Linked DNA regions of Gossypium hirsutum: region 1 is linked to region 2. Evidence: chromatin contacts called from public Hi-C data. All regions are on one chromosome and are shown on one strand. Each heading gives the region's core, a stretch centred on a gene start, on an enhancer-like site or on the middle of the called end of the contact. The rest is flanking DNA. Distances are from core to core; before and after follow the strand shown.

What was found. Hi-C and Micro-C count contacts between places; a contact is called where the count stands out from the background.
Region 1: a contact with region 2 is called in a Hi-C map of leaf, with 2.2 times the contacts expected there. The contact joins the enhancer-like site here to the promoter of LOC107901919 in region 2. A contact is called at or near these places in 2 of 34 Hi-C or Micro-C datasets (both in leaf).

What each region holds. Positions count from the first base shown.
Region 1 is chrA11:58,156,893-58,160,418 of Gossypium_hirsutum_v2.1, forward strand. No RefSeq gene overlaps it. Among protein-coding and RNA genes, the nearest start is that of LOC121210435, 50 kb to the right of the region's middle. Within about 2 kb of position 1,684, at least 3 of the 9 cell types and tissues checked have an H3K27ac peak or open chromatin away from gene starts, as enhancers often do. A contact at or near this core is called in leaf, where this site is marked.
Region 2 is chrA11:57,283,581-57,287,203 of Gossypium_hirsutum_v2.1, forward strand. It overlaps LOC107901919 (heat shock 70 kDa protein, mitochondrial), which reads left to right and starts at 2,033. Exons shown (of 6, transcript XM_041081994.1): 1 at 2,033-2,184; 2 at 2,740-2,813; 3 at 2,891-2,969; 4 at 3,092-3,623. The coding sequence starts at 2,122.

The DNA.
Region 1 (3,526 bases), core at 434-2,933, 870 kb after region 2:
ATGAAAGGTTTGAACTTGGGACCTCACACACACACACTTGGAACACTTAATTATTGAAGCAGCTACAAATTTATGTCATAAAATCACAAAAATATATATATATAAATTTTGGCGCGTTACATTAATATATATAATCTAAAATTTGTAAAATTAAAATATATATATTTTTAAAAAGTCTGTAAAAATTTTAACAATTTTTAAAACAATACGGTTGACTTTGATTGATTATTGATAAACATTGACTGAATTTTAATTTACACTTTTTAATATTTTAAGAAAGTTTATATATATATATATTGTTGTTGAGTCTTTTATAACAAATATATTTTTGAAGTTATTACCATTTTCAATAATTTTTATATATTTTTAATTATATATGCTTTTAATTTTCTAATGTCTAATTTTTTTCCAGTTTTTAGAATTTTTCAATATATTTTAGGTTTTTTTTTTCAACATATATTAAAATCATTGTAATTTGTCTAGAGTTTATATATATATTGAATTTTGACATATTTTTTAGTTTCCTAGAGTTAAACAAAATGTTAAATTTTTATTTTTTAAAATTTTAAAATTTTTATTTTTAGCTTATATTTATATATTCCAAAAGTTTCTAGATTTTTAAAATTTACCAAGTTTTTTAATTTTCTAGAAATTTAACTAATTTTTTATTTTTGAATATTTATTTATATATTTTAGAAATTTCTAAAATTTTATTTTTTTTAAAATCAATTTTTCCATTTTCTATTATATATATGTTAATTTTTTATCTCCATAGATGGCATGAGGAGGATTCTAATATGATGGAAGTGCCACGTGCCACAATTTAATAGGTGACATATGTTAGTTGGTTTCCAAAACATATTTTAACATTATTGGACTAAAGTGATAAACAGAATGTAAGTACCGATCTGAGAAAAAAAATTAGCAAGAATAAGAAAATCAATGTAGTTTAAGGGCTAAATCGTGGCTAAAATATTTTAGAAAGTTCACATAATTATAATCATTAAAAAATACTTTTTATAGTTTTAGAAAATAAAGTTTCAATTTGTTTTTAGAATTTTATGATTTTTTTAGATGTTTTTGGATTTATTGTTAAAAATATATAGAAATTTAATGGGCTAAATTAGATATCAATCCTATATAAAACATTGGACCTCATAATTCTGTCAAGGGGTTAATGGACAAATGGACAAATGACCAAACGTTACAAATACACAAATTTAGTGATGATTTTGAAACTTTTTACCGTCTATTGACTGGAATGAAAACTTACAAATAAGGAGGTGACTCTTAGTGCAATTTACCCTTTAAAAAATAAAGGTTTTTTAGGCAGAGAAAGGCATCCAAACCTAGCAGACTTATTTCGTTGGAGAAGTGTGGGGCAAGAGAGATCCCAAATGGTAGGGCCTGGTGGACTTATATCATTGTTGTGCTATAGGTTTGCAAATTGCAGGATATGGGAACATCACATGTTTGTGTTGACTTCAAAATTGAGACGCTTAAGAACTATTTCAGCTCCTTTTATTATGACTTACAATCTAAGATCAATTTCTGAATAATTCAATTGCCATTTGGGTACACTAAGAAACAGATAATTTTAAAGTTGGGTCATCTGCAGGTGGTCACGGCTCCATTAGTCTTTATCTCCTACTGCTATTATTACACACTGAAACAGCTACCTCTAGCCTCTCTATCATCTTATGCTTCCTATACTGCTAGGATTTCTGCATCTGTCCCACTATTCACCGCCACCATCACATGCCTTTCTTGTTCTTTCCTTTTCATCTTTTCTTTAACATTCAGAAAGGTAAATTTAAAAAAAAAAACAAAAAAAGAAAGTTTCAGTCTCCTTCAACTTGCCATCTGTACGGCTATACCTACCTGATGTTGAATATTGGAAGTTGGGGTCATTAGCTTTGAACGTTTACTCATCAAGTGTAGAGAAAATCTACATTTTTTGTGGTCACTTGAGTTGTTGATTGACAATGACAACCCTTCGTCTATTTAAATTATTGGAAATGTGTTTGTTAGTTTGCCAAAATCCAGAAACTTGTACGGGGAAAACAAATAAAAAAATTAGTGGTGCATATAAACCTAGAATCAACACATGAGAAGAATCAAACCATCGCAGATAAAGGTCTAGGTTATCGGAATTTAAGGTAAAGTATTTTTAAGTGTATGTGTATGATAAAAGGGTATATTCATTCTCTTCAATTCGTAATCATATATTATACGCATATGGCCTTATGATTAGCATCCTTAGGAGAAAGGTGAATTGGGTAGAGAAGAAATACTAACTAAAATTATTGGCAGAATCAGAACAAGCTAGCCAGAAGGAATCAAAATAAATTCTCCATTATTTCATGCCATATTCTCATTAATAATTTAATCTCATAACTCAATCAATTTGCAGCATCTGGTGCCTGCAAGATTATGAGAAATAAAGAGCTGTTTCTGGTACACTGAAATTATTGTACCACCGCGTGGCACTTGGCACATCTTCCTCGGCTTTACATCAACAATTGAAAGCAGCATTCCTGTTGGCTTTGGCTTATTTGGAGCTTCATTTAAATATTAGATTTGTATAGTTAAAATATCACATCATGCCACTAATTATCAGCTATAAATTGCATTTCCTATCATCTAGTGCTTTCATACTATATGCTAATACTATGTACTAGAATGTTTGACACATCTACATTTTTCTCTTCGGATCTTCAAGTGCAAATTATATTTTGTCCTCTTTAGTTAAAAAAATAATAAATTAATTATTATATATTAGATTGAAGAGTAAATTGATCATTCTATTAAAAATTCTATCTATTTTTACTGTTAAAAATTTATCCATGTATGTTTAAATGAGGTACACATGACACGTCATATATAATTGTTTGATTATTCTGTTAGCAATGTCAGAAATGGATGAAATTTTTAGCAAAAATGATCAGTTTTACTCTTTGATCAAATTTAATGGGACTAATTTGCCCATTTTTTTGGGTAAAAGGGCAAAATAAAAACTAACTCTTAATACAATGGCTCCCATTATACTTTTACCCTTTAATTGTTTTTTTTAGGTTAAATTCTGCTATTAGTCTCTGTACTTTGCAAAACTTGTGGATTTATTCCTTCTACTTTTATTTGATTAATTTTAGTCCATGTACTTCTTAATTTGGTCAATTTTAGTCCTACTTTTCAAATTTTGAAATTTTAGTCCTGACACAAAGAGTAGTAGGTAAATTTGTTTTCAATTACTAATCCTTCACTATTCATACAGGTGTAGATTTAGTCCATTTTATCCAATTGGATCATTCTAAGTCCTTATACTTTTCAAATTTTGAAATTGCAATCTTAACGCAAATGGTTGTCGTTAATCTATTAATTGAATCTTTTTAGTGAGTAATATGTGGAAATGATAAGTTAATATGACATTAAAAATATGATAATATGTTTGGCGCATCAAATTTTAAAAATAGCATAACCTTACTTGATCAATTTAACAATTATTGTTTGGTGTGGATAGAAATTT
Region 2 (3,623 bases), core at 783-3,282:
TCTACTGTGGTGGATGCAACTACTTTTAGGTTCTTGATTAGTCTAGGAATAAGAGGACATGATTTATGCCTAATGGATATAGTTACAACCTATTTATATGGCCCATTTGATAATAACATTTGCATGAAACTCCAAGAAGGTTTTAAACTGCCAAAGGCAGCAATTCATGTTCTCGAGAACATTACTCAATCAAATTAAATAGATCCCTTAATAGACTGAAACAATTTGGGTGCATGTGGTATAATCGCCTTAGTGAGTACTTATTGAGGGGAGGCTATAATAATGATCCTATTTCCCCATGCATTTTTATAAAGAGGTTTGAGCCAGGATTTTTTATAATTACTGTGTATGTTGATGATTTAAATATCATTGGGACTTCTGAAGAGATTTTAATGACAATGAAGTGCTTAAAAAAAAGAATTTGAAATGAAAGTCCTTGGAGAGACAAAATTTTGTCTAGGGTTACAAATTGAGCACCTAAAGAATGGAATCCTTGTGCATCAAACAACATATATAGAAAAAGTGCTAAGAAGATTTTACATGCTAACGTACATCCGTTGAGCACCTTAATGGTTGTTAGGTCACTTAATGTAAATAAAGACATTTTCTATCCTCAAGAAAATGATAAAGATTTTCTTGGTCCTGAAGTACCATATTTAAGTGCTATTGGTGCATTGATGTATCTTGCTAGTTATACACGACCAGATATATCATTTGCTATCAAATTATTAGTAAGATTTAGCTTTTGTCCAACCCGAAGTCATTGGAATAGGGTCAAGCATATTTTTCATTATCTTCAAGGTACAAGAGATATGCGTTTATTTTTCCCTAACCTACCCAAAACATAATTGGTTGGATTTGCAAATGTAGGGTACTTACTAATCCTCATAATGCTCAATTATAAACTGGTTATGTTTGCACATATAGTGGTACTGCAATTTCTTGGCGTTCTATGTAACAAACAATTGTTGTTATTTTTTCTAATCATGTTGAAATTTTTGCAATCCATGAGGCTAATCGTGAATGTGTGTGGCTAAGGTCTGTAATTCATCACATATGAAAAAATTGTGGTTTATGCTCTGAAAAAAAAGCTCTAACAGTCTTATATGAAGATAATATAACTTGCATTACACAACTTAATGAGGGATAAATTAAGGGTGATAGAATAAAACATATATCACCAAAAATTTTCTTCACTAATAATCTACAAAAGAATGGAGATATAAATGTTCAATAGATTCGTTCAAGTGAGAATTTAGCAGATCTTTTTACTAAGGATCTCCCTACTGCCACATTTGAGAAGTTAATTTTCAACATTTGATTGCGTTGTCTCAAAGATCCTAAATGATACTTACATGAGGGGGAGTAAATTTACACTACATTTTTTTTTGTTGTGATATACAATGTATCAAATGATTATATACTCTTTTTCCTAATAAGGTTTTTAATTAGGCATATTATTTATACAATGAACATTCAAGGGGTGTTTTGAATGCTATTAAGTGGATGTTCAACCTTTCACTTTTCATCGCCCTCAACCTTCCACCTTTCATCTTCTTTAACCTTAAACATTTCATCTTCACATTTCATCTTCTTGTAACTAATTTCCTATTTATGTATTAGAATATGAAGAGTCTAATCTCCCTATATATAGAGAGAGAAATATACTACTTGTACATATGATGAAAAATATAGAATGCAATAGAAATCCACATATTCATCTTTTATATATTATTTTTGTTTATAATACATATATCATAATAAAATATATATTAATAGTTAAAATACTAAATTAAATATTTTCAAAATATAAATATCATATTAAACATTTTATTAAGTATTTCACTAAATAAAAAACCCCTAAAGATATTGAGGGATTAGTTTTGCTCATATTTCTTGTTGCCCACGATCCCTAACTTTTGAACGTTGACATATTCTAATCGTATTCTTATTTTACCCTTCCAAGCCCACCAACGGAACCGTCCTTCTCAAAATTAGGCAAGGGTAAAACAGTCATTCAATCACAAATCCCTTAATGTTAAATAAAGCCCACCAATCAGATTTGCTAAAACCCTAGCACAGCCTTTTAAACCCTACGGTCTTCATCATCTTGCTCTTACCATGGCTGCTTCTGTTCTCCGCCGTGCTTTACAGCGCCGTGAGCTTCACTCCGCTTGCAGATCCGTAAGTTTCTCTTTATCTTGGGTCTTTTGCGTTTTCCTGTCTTTGTTGCTTTTTGGTTGATGTGATTTATTTTTTTCCATTTTCTTTTTCTTTCATGTTAACTCATTTTAGAACTCTGTAATAACTTGATTCCTCTATTTCTGGGGAACATGGTCGAGTCTTTGCCCGCTTTTTTCGTTTGTTTAAAGGCCAAAGATTTTATGTTGCAATACCATCAATGGAGTTTTTTTTTCTCATTTCTTTCATTTCTCTCATCTTTTTGGGTCTTAGCCTAGCCTTTTGATCAAATTATATCAACTATATAAAATAAAAAGCTTTTAGGACTTATTTTGGGTTTAAGTTAAACTTCGATTGGTTCATCATTAGTTAGGCAACAGCTGTTGAATTGTTATAATTGCTGATTACAATGTGTTTGTGGTTATGAAAGATTCTGGGTTTACCTTTACTTAAAGAAATTGAAATATTGTTGTTTCGTTTCTTTCTGATGAGATATTGCTGGTGGACTTTTTGTAATTGGCCACTGAAGCTTACTAGTGTTTCTTATTCTTAATATAGTTGACTGGAAATGCAAAGACATCCTTGGCTAGGTCTCCACTGGTCAAATGGGCATCCTTGGCAAGATCCTTCAGGTATTCTTAAATATCTTCAAAACATTATCAAATCTCAGTGGCTAATTATTTGCTAAGATGTTATTCCTGCATTACAGCTCAAGACCTGTTGGTAATGATGTTATTGGTATTGACCTGGGTACAACCAACTCATGTGTATCAGTTATGGAGGGAAAGGTAGATTATTCTTCCTGACTAATATTATTGATCTTTGTTGAAGTATATATTTTGGATTTCTTTTTGTGAAAATGGGAACTATTTTATTCAGATTGTTCAAGTCCTTTGTATGTATTCTGCAGAATCCTAGGGTAATTGAGAATGCTGAAGGAGCTAGAACCACACCATCTGTGGTTGCCTTCAACCAGCAGGGGGAGCTAATTGTTGGAACACCAGCCAAACGGCAGGCTGTGACCAACCCAACAAACACATTTTTTGGAACAAAACGTCTGATTGGGAGACGTTTTGATGATGCTCAGACACAGAAAGAAATGAAGATGGTACCTTACAAGATAGTTAGAGCTCCCAATGGGGATGCCTGGCTTGAAGCCAATGGAAAAACTTATTCCCCGAGCCAGATTGGTGCATTTGTTCTAACAAAGATGAAGGAAACCGCAGAAGCATACCTTGGTAAAACGGTGACCAAAGCTGTTATCACTGTTCCTGCATATTTTAATGACGCACAAAGGCAGGCCACCAAGGATGCTGGGCGGATTGCTGGGTTAGATGTCGAAAGGATTATCAATGAACCAACTGCTGCCGCGCTTTCCTATGGGATGAATAACAAGGAGGGTATCATAGCAGTATTTGACCTTGGAGGTGGTACTTTTGATG